Regions from separate parts of the Columba livia genome. Here region 1 is linked to region 2. The links are chromatin contacts, called in public Hi-C maps. All regions are on one chromosome and are shown on one strand. Each heading gives the region's core, a stretch centred on a gene start, on an enhancer-like site or on the middle of the called end of the contact. The rest is flanking DNA. Distances are from core to core; before and after follow the strand shown.

Region 1 (4,477 bases), core at 91-2,590, 58 kb before region 2:
GTGGCCGCGCGGGGGGGGCGGGCGTTCCTTGTGTCCGGAGTGACGGGAGCCGGGTCGGGGATCCCCGGGCACTGCGGGTTCCCGAGCACGGGCGGGATCCCGCACCAGGAACAGCTGGAGAGACGGGAAACTCTCCTGCGCGGAGCTGCAGGAGGAGGGAGGCGCGATGGTCACCCGAGCAGCTCTGAGAGGCTGAGGGAAACAAACCCAAACTCTATTGTCATGCAGAGTGTGACACAGAAATTGTTGATCTTCACAAAGCGGTTTCCTGAGATGATGGCAAAGATCACATTTTCAAATCGTTTATCAGTAAATATTTGTCCAAGGGCTGAACTGACAAATACATCAGTTGTCATCATCTGACAGCTGCCACTGCCTGGCCAAACAGAAATGATAAAGACATGGCGTTGTGTTGTGTTCGCTGCGTGTTGTGTCACCCCCGTGGCCACCCTGCCACCTGTCCCGCACCAGCGACCACCACCCATCTGTGGCCATGGTGTAGAGGACGCTGACGGGGCCACCTCCAAGCCCGGCAGCAGCTCCCCAGCCCTGGCACGGCTGCCACCCCGCGGGGTGTGCATTGTCCGAGACCCAGGGAGGCTGGTGTCACTGCTGCTGCAAGCCCTGTCCCCTCGTACACCCCGGCCCTGCCTCCGGGTGGCCTGGTACTGAGCGAGGATGCACACAGGGCAGCGTCTGGAAAGGGGTAATGCTGTTGAACAAGGTGCGGTAGTTTGGATTGTTTGGATTGTTTGCCGGGAAAGCCCAGGAGCACAAACTGAACCATAGTAAGAGCAGGTGAAAACTGAACAAGAAATGCTGAAATGCAACTAGGGCAATTATTCAGTGGGAAGCAGTGGATGCCTTGTCGTTTTAAGTCTTTGCATCAGAGTTTCTTCCCAAAAAATGCCCCGCACCGGCCAGGAGCCCTGGGAGTCACCATGGGAGTGTCTTTGGCTCGTGTTAGCCTGGAGGGGAGCGCGACTCTCAGCCCCAGCCCTGTGGCCAGTGAGGTGTGGGGCTACACACCGAGCCCACAGCCTGGGTGTCAGCCTATCTGTCCAGCCACAGACTCCACTGTTATTAAACCAATACCTTCAGAGCAGCACCTTTAGTGACATGAGCCAGTTCCTGAGGAAGGAAACAGCTGGATATTTTTAACAGGAAAAACTTCAAATCGGAAAACCTTTCTGTTGTGTTGGTGGGGGTGATGCATGTGAAGTTGGTGGGTCACACTGGTGGAGATATGGGACTGCAGAGGCCATCAGCTACAGAACAGGCTGGCCTGGAGATCTTCAGGTTTCCCTGGATGCGAGTAGTCAAGTGGTGCCAGCAGATAACGCCTGGGGAGTACGTGCCTGTGTCCTTCAGAGGGGTTTCTGTGACAGTCTCCCATGCTGGGGACACGGCTCCGCTGCCCGATCCCCAGCTGTCCCTTATCTCCCCATGCAGACCTGCGCCCCGACAGCATGCGTAACCAAGCCGCGCACGTGGGCCATGGATAAAGAGCTGGCCAGGTGATGGGACTCCAGTCTGGTGGCCTCCCTCCCTGTGCAGCGTGGCTTGCTCTGGCAGCTGGACTCGTTCACAAGTGCTTGGCCACGTGAGTGTTGCAAAATGCTTTTTTTTTGCTCTTTGAAATGAGTCGGGAGGGGCAGCTGTGGGAGTTATTCATGGTTTCCTTGCAGCAAAGGGCACGAGAGACTGCAGCAGCTGAGCTGGGGCTGTCCCTCTGTGTCCCTGCACTCCTGGGTGTGGGACAAGCAGGGTACCGTGCTGAGGTTCGTGGCAGTAAGATGGACTGAGAGAGGGTTTTAAAAGAGCTTTGCAGTTTGGAACTGTTTATTTTCATCCCCATTCACTCAATCCAGCTGCTCCCACCTGTGCATTTAACCCTTTGTATTGCACCTGCAGGTGAAGTGAAATGGGTGCTTTTGCACCCACAGCCCAGCTCCTGCACCCAGTTGTCCCTGGGGAGGGGATGGGCAGGGACCAGCAGTGGCTTCTGCCCTGGGGATCTGTGTGGGACAGCTGCCGCATACCTCACCTCCCACTGGTTTATCTTCAAACCCAGTGGCTTTCAGCCTCCTGCATTTGCTGACCTCTGAACATTTTAAGAAAATAACTTTCCATAGCAAATTTACCCTCCCAGCTAAGTTTTTTGCATGGTCAGCTTTGATGAACACCCAAAAAGCAACCTACAGCCCTTTCCCCTGCTCCCACCCAGGGCTGTGAATCACAAGCTGGAAACCACTGTCCTGTTATGGTGCTCACAGCCGTTAAACACCAGCTAATATGTTAGTTGGGTGTTTCCGAATGACATGATGGAAGTGGTGGGCTGCTGGTGGGTGTGTGTCAGTGACTTCACCTCCTAAGTGCAGGTCACAGCTCTAAACATTACCTATTAAACAGTTAAACTGTCGGCATCTCATAGTCTTTTAATGAGCCTCACCCTAAAGCTTGGCTGCTGCTCAGAGTCAACCATTTCTGTCTGACAAAGCTGCATAACTAAGGCCAAAATCAGCAAGAATCTCAAAAATGAGATACTTAGAAGCCGTGTTTTAAATAGCCCTCTTGAACTGAGAGAAACACCAAGGAAATAGCAAGTCCATGCAGCACAACGTGGAAATTCTGAATAAACAGGGTCATCTGGTCTTGGCTGGCTCCTGGGACCCTTGCTGAGCTGTCATTAGCAAGCACAGAGCTGTTTACTTCTGTTGTTGCATAAACGGGCTGTTGTCCTGCTGAGGAACTGGACCCACTGGGGCAGCGCTAATGGGCAGCAGCACTTTGCCTTCTTCACCCAGTCAGATGCCAAACCTGCAGCCCAAACATGGGAGAAGCGGGGCCAGAGAACAGACCATCCAGCCCTTGCTCATCCTGGGGCATCTTCCAGTGCTAAGCCATGAGCTCACTTGCTCTCCCTTCCTCTCCACCCCTTGATACCAATGGCAGTGAACTCTTGTAAATGCAGAGTATGTTGGCTTGTACCATCTCTCTCTATCTCATAAAATGAATTATGATACGTGAATAGAAGAGTCCTGAGAGCTAAATGAAGTGTGGTACCACAGTTCATGAGCTGTGGACAGAGATATTTTTGTTCTTCATAACTGATTTTTGAAACTTTTTTTTTTTTTTTAGGACAATGTACCAACATTTCCTTTTCCTTTTCTTCCTCTCCTTCCATCCCCATAAATGCCTGGGTGAAGATCCATATGAAATGCCCAAAGACCACCAGGAAGTCTACAGAGGCACAAAAAATGACATAAAAGAGATCCCAAAGATTGCAAAGCCCTTCATTTCTGAGATGATCTTTGTACAAACCAGCATCACTACTATAAGGAAAGGTGCCTTCAGGTACATGCCCAACCTGGTCAAGATTTTGTTTATTGGCAACAAGATCAAGACAGTTGAACCTGGAGCCTTTGATAGTTTAGAGAAGCTGAGGGATTTGGAAATCTCTGGTGCGTCATTAGAAGAACTAGCTGTGGGCACTTTCCAAAACCTCCCAAGCTTGCAGAGGCTGGAGCTGAGAGACAGCCACCTCAGACACATCCCCAAAGGTCTGTTTGATGGGCTGGAGAATTTGGGAGAGCTCTCCCTGCACATCAATGCAATTTCTTCTCTTCCAGAAGGTGTTTTTGATTCTCTCGTCAATCTAACATTTTTGGACCTTTCTAGAAACAGGATCACAGCTCTTCCTGGGGGTGCCTTTAGCAAACTACCCCATCTGCAAGTCCTCCGGCTGTATGAGAATGAGCTGCAGGACCTACCAGCGACACTGCTAGATGGTCAGTCAGGACTGCTGGAGCTCAGCCTCCAGAGGAACAGGCTCAGGGCACTGCCACCCATGCTTCTGAGGAGCCTGCCTCACCTGGAGAAACTCCTCTTGGACAACAACCTCATCGGGACTCTCCCACTCCAGGGTTTTTTTGGTTTAAACAAATTGAAACTGCTGACTCTGGATTCAAACCACATTACAGAACTCCCGTGCTGCCTTTTTGATGCCATGCCACACCTGCGAGAGCTGGACCTGAGCAGGAACAGTTTGGCCACTCTTCCAGATGGCATCTTTGTCAACCTCACATCCCTTGGCAAACTCATCTTGTCCCACAACCAGCTAGCAGCCCTGCCAAGAGGAGCCTTCACTGGGCTCAGCAAGCTCTCTGTCCTCCAGCTAGACACAAATCAGCTGTCTGCTCTGGATGATGATGTCTTTTCTTCTCTCCCAAATCTGAAAACCCTCAGCCTTCGGAAGAACCAGCTGGAGCGTGTCCCCCAAGGGGTCCTGGACCCCCTGAAGAAACTCAACTCAGTGTATCTGAGTGAGAACCCATGGAGATGTGACTGCAACCTCTGCTACCTGCACAGCTGGATTCTGGGCAACAGTGAAAAAGTTAAATTGTCCACCCAAGTGTCATGCAAGAGTCCACCCCACCTGGCAGGACAAGCAGTGATATTGCTGAGGAATGACCAC
Region 2 (4,336 bases), core at 1,584-4,083:
AACTTTTCTTCCCTTCAAATTTTCTGGGAGGTTTTGTAAAGATGAGCAAAAGAGGAGACAGAGATCTGAGAGCAAACAGTTATGGACAACCTGCTGGGGAGCTAGTTCATCTCTGGGGGATGTTTAAGCAACACCCAGACACCCTGGGCGTCTGATTCCTGGGTGTCACCTGTAATGAGGGCAGGGGAAGAAGCTCTTGTGGGGAACACTGCAGAAAATATGGCCGAAAGCTCAGGCTGCTGTGAGCTGAGGTGTCGGTCCCTGCGCTGCTGAGCCTGGCTGGTGCAGGGCCAGTGCCCACAGCCCTCAGAGCTGTCAGAAGAGCTACAGGGCATGGGGATGTGCTTCTCTGTCAAAATGTTTCTGAGGTAGGGCTGCTGGGAGAAACCGCAGGGAAATAGGGAGCAGACAGGGCAGGCAGCTAATTGCAAGGAGCAAAAATACACAGGGAAGATAAAAGAGAGTGTTTGCATCGTCTGGAACCCCCTGGCCATCCCAGGTTTGCCTCCAGCTGTTTGGTGAAAAGCTCTTTCCAGCCTTTGAGGAGATCATGGTTAGTCTGGAATCAAACAAAACCAGCAAGCGAAGGTGAGCAGGCAGGGAGGAGGGCATGAAACCAGCTCCTTTTGGCTTTTGGGAAGACTGGGAAGCTTGTAAATGCAATTGCTGGTGGTGATGGTGTAGCACTGTGATTGCCACAGCTTTTGCATGACAGTAACGAGAGACCCCACCTAATGCTGGAGCTGCTCCAGGCTCTAGAGAGAAGAACTCGTGGCCTGAATACACAAAACAGGAGTGGAAACAGGCACAAAATGACTTTCCCACAGGCAGAGTGGGGCTGAGCTGGAGCCGCCATCCCCTCAGTAGGGCCACAGCCACCAGCTGCCTTGCCCAGGTGGCAGGGTCAAGGCTCAGCTGCGTAAACACATGGGGACCTGGGCAAGAGCTGGAGCAGCCCAAGGAGCCCTTGGGAGCTCAGCACACCGTGTCTGTGGGAACCTGGCAGGGCTTTGAGATGTGACAGTGGGACAGGGATGCCTGGGCCAGCGTGGTGTCAGCAGCACCAGCAACTCCCTCAAGTCTTTGGTCCCACTGCAGGGTGAAATGCTGTGGTCCTTTTAAACCTGGGCCTGGGAGTTCCCCCCAGCACCTGGGAAGGGGCTGGCAGGCAAGGGCAGGACCATCCCCAGCCTCCTCTGCTCTTCTCCCAGACAGCTGAGCCCTGCTGCGATGCTGCAGGGGATATGGGGACGTGCGTGTCCTTGCTCTGGGAGGAAAGAGGCTGGTGCTGTAGGTGCTCCATGGGAATGAGCGTCGCAGCCTCCGCAGGGTTGGGAAACTGATGTTATCACAAGGGAGGTTTCGCCTCATCACCGAGGTGAAGAGCAGCCCCCCCAGCCAGCCCCGCAGCCGCTGCCCCGGGCCCTTCGCCAGCTCTGCGGGATGGAGGCCCCGGCACAGGCAGGCTGGGAACCGCCTGGACTGCTCCAACAGACGGGGACGATGCCGGTCACGCCATGTTGTGAATCACCAGCCCCAGCATGCAGCTGGATCCTTCACTCGTGGCAGCAAGGGCTAGGCAGGTGCTGGATACACCCAGGTATACCTCTCACCTCCCAAAATGGGGACCTTACCCTGAGAAGGGGCTGTGTGGGGGCTGGCAGGGGGCTGCTGGTCTGCCTGGGGCGCAGTCCAGCCGTGCCCCCCTGAGGCCCTGAGTATGAGGGCTGGGAGCTGCTGGACTGACAAAGCCTTGGGAGATACTTGGCTGACACTCCTGGGAAGCTACAAGTCTTTCCATGGGCTTAGGAGCTCAGACTCCAAACCTTCCCCTATGCTAGGGACAAGACTCTGAAGTCAGCATAAATTCAGAAAAAATACCCCATGCTCATGAACGAAGGCTCACACAAGGACAAACCTTGCCTGTAAAGAGGACCCTGACCCTGGTCAGCTGCTGCTGTGCTGCCATCCTAGGGAGGACATGGGGACACCCTTTCCTTCCTGCATCATTTGACATCTCTCCTGGTGCACTGCCATTCTGCCCCAGCACCCACTGGTGCAGTGGGATGCTGCCAGTCCTGCTCACCCCCTGCCAACCTTGCTTACCCTTGCCAGGCTCTGCAGGCAAGCTGGCCAGCCCCCGTGGGAATCAAGGCTGGTGTCTGGCAGGATCAGCCCTGCTGCTCTCGGAGTTCAGATGCTTCCCCCAAGCACCAAGGCTGCCCTGCACACACATCCCACCTGCGCTTGGGGGGAAATGCTGAGGAATGCGAGGGGGAGATGGGGCAGCGCAGGGGAGATGCCGGCACTGCAGGCAGGGAGTGCAAGCAGCTGGGTCCTGTGCTGCAGGCTCAGCAAAGGCAGGGCAGGCAATACAGGGCAAAATTCCCAGAGAAAAGCTTTGCTCAGCCCCTGCCTTCAAAGGGTTAAGCAGCTTGCACAAACCACCCTGGAGCCCAGGTCTGGTCTGGCCCCTCCGACTCCTTCACCCTCCGAGGGCCGGGCTGGTGCCAAAGTCGGAACCTGCTAATCAGCAGCTCCAGCAGCCGCAGCCATCCCTCCCTCCGCCTTGACTCCTGGCCAAGCGCGGCCGGGCCTGCCGGCGCAGGAATGTGTGAGAGCCATGTGTCACTTCTCCAGACTGTGGGAAAGTGCTGCTCCAGTGAACTCACAGCAGCTGCCCTGCCCCAGCCCGGCCGTGCCGCGGGAGAAACAGGAGCTGAGGCTCGCAGCCCTTGCAAGGGCGGTTTGCTCCTGCTCATTTCCGTGCGGATCCGCTGCCAACCCCCAGCCCCGCGGGTGACAAAGAACATCTGAGCCCCCAACGCCTGCTGTGGCCACCATGGATGGGGAAGGAAGGGCTGCTGCCCTTTTTTTCCTTTAGAAAACAATTCCCCCCCCCCCCCGCTTTTTTTTTTTAACAAAGGGTGTGGGGGATGTTGACAGCACAAGCAGCAGCCTGGGGAAGCAGGAGCTGCCCCCGTGCTACAGCTCGCACCACCTGGCACTTGTACAAGAGTCTTCATCTTCAAAGCCCTGGGCAGACAATGGCCCCTTTCAGGCCCTGGCGGTGCCTGGAGCCGGCCAGGGCCCCGGCCGTGGTCAGTCTGGCCGGCTGGGGCTGAGCGGCACAGGGCTTCCCTGTCCCTGGCTGCGAGGGGAAGGCAGGAGGTGCTGGGTGCTGTGGGGGGATGCTCCTGCAGCCCACAGCCCCGCTCCTGGGGTTGCAGCCATCCCTTTCTTCCTCTCCAGCATCCTCCTTGCTCACCATGGCCCTTTCGGGCATCACAGCGGCTGTCAGCACGGCATTTCGCAGAGGGTCTCAGCACTGGAGCCCCAGCGTGGCCCCCAACTCGGTGTGGAGGGGTTGGCTGCCTCGCTGCAGGAGCCCACGCCATCAGCTCAGAAGTCAGACAAAAGCAAGACCAGGAAGAACAGAGGGTGGGGAACTACCCATCTCCCTTTTCGCCCCAGCCCCCTGCCAGGGGATTAATTGCCGGCCCAGAGAGCAGGAGAAGTGGACTGGGGCTTGGCAGGAGGGCAGCAAGGCAAAGCGCTGAAGCAGAACGTTTGGTGGCCACTGGTGCCCCCATGCCTGCCGACAGCCTTCCCCAGCTCCTCCGTGCCATACCGGCCCCAGCCGATCAGACTCTGCTGGCAAGCATCTATTTCTGCCCTCATTTTCATCTCCTCCTAAGCCTGCCACAAGCTCTCGTTAAAGCTGGTTGCTGGGGACTCATTAACTTGGCAGGCTCAGTGAACTCTGATCAATTAAAGTAAAGCTTCTTAGCTTCTCTGCCCTCTGCTTTGCTGCAATGTTGCCCTGCTCCCGTACTCCTGTCCACAACCCAGACAAGGCAAAACCAGGATGACAGTCCCCAACTGGCTGCATGTCCTGGACATCTGCTGCCAGCCCAGGTCCAGCTCTGCCATAGCTCCTGGCCCACGTTAGCACCAGTGACCAGGTGCCCTCCCTGCTCTCGGGGAGCAGGGTTGGTGAGAGCCTCTTCCATGGGAAGCCACAGCTCCTGTTGGGGCAGCCAAGATATTTATAAAGGCACAAGCAGGGTAAGATGGCTGCAGTCTGAAATTTTGCTTTGGTTTTTAGACATTTTGGCCAAGAGATGCCGACATGTCCTCAGCCCTTGCTAGCACAGCCAGCCACAGGTGCTCCCCGCCGGCTCCAGCGCTGAGCTTGGCCCCGCAGACCCTGAAACATCTCCCACCTGCTCCCCCTAAAGTAAGAGCATTTCTCAGGAGGCAGAGCCTGCTCCGCAGACCCCGTGGTGCCCAGGACATGCTGCTTGGCTGATGGTCACGCTCAGACACCCAGTTC

What was found. Hi-C and Micro-C count contacts between places; a contact is called where the count stands out from the background.
Region 1: a Hi-C map of liver shows a contact between it and region 2, with 1.8 times the contacts expected there. The contact joins the promoter of LOC102095575 here to the enhancer-like site in region 2. A contact is called at or near these places in 2 of 2 Hi-C or Micro-C datasets (crop and liver).

What each region holds. Positions count from the first base shown.
Region 1 is chr9:8,123,542-8,128,018 of bColLiv1.pat.W.v2, reverse strand. It overlaps LOC102095575 (platelet glycoprotein Ib alpha chain), which reads left to right and starts at 1,340. Exons shown (of 2, transcript XM_021293160.2): 1 at 1,340-1,603; 2 at 3,142-4,477. The coding sequence starts at 1,521.
Region 2 is chr9:8,067,383-8,071,718 of bColLiv1.pat.W.v2, reverse strand. No RefSeq gene overlaps it. Among named protein-coding and RNA genes, the nearest start is that of HES1, 21 kb to the left of the region's middle. Within about 2 kb of position 2,833, at least 2 of the 3 cell types and tissues checked have an H3K27ac peak away from gene starts, as active enhancers do.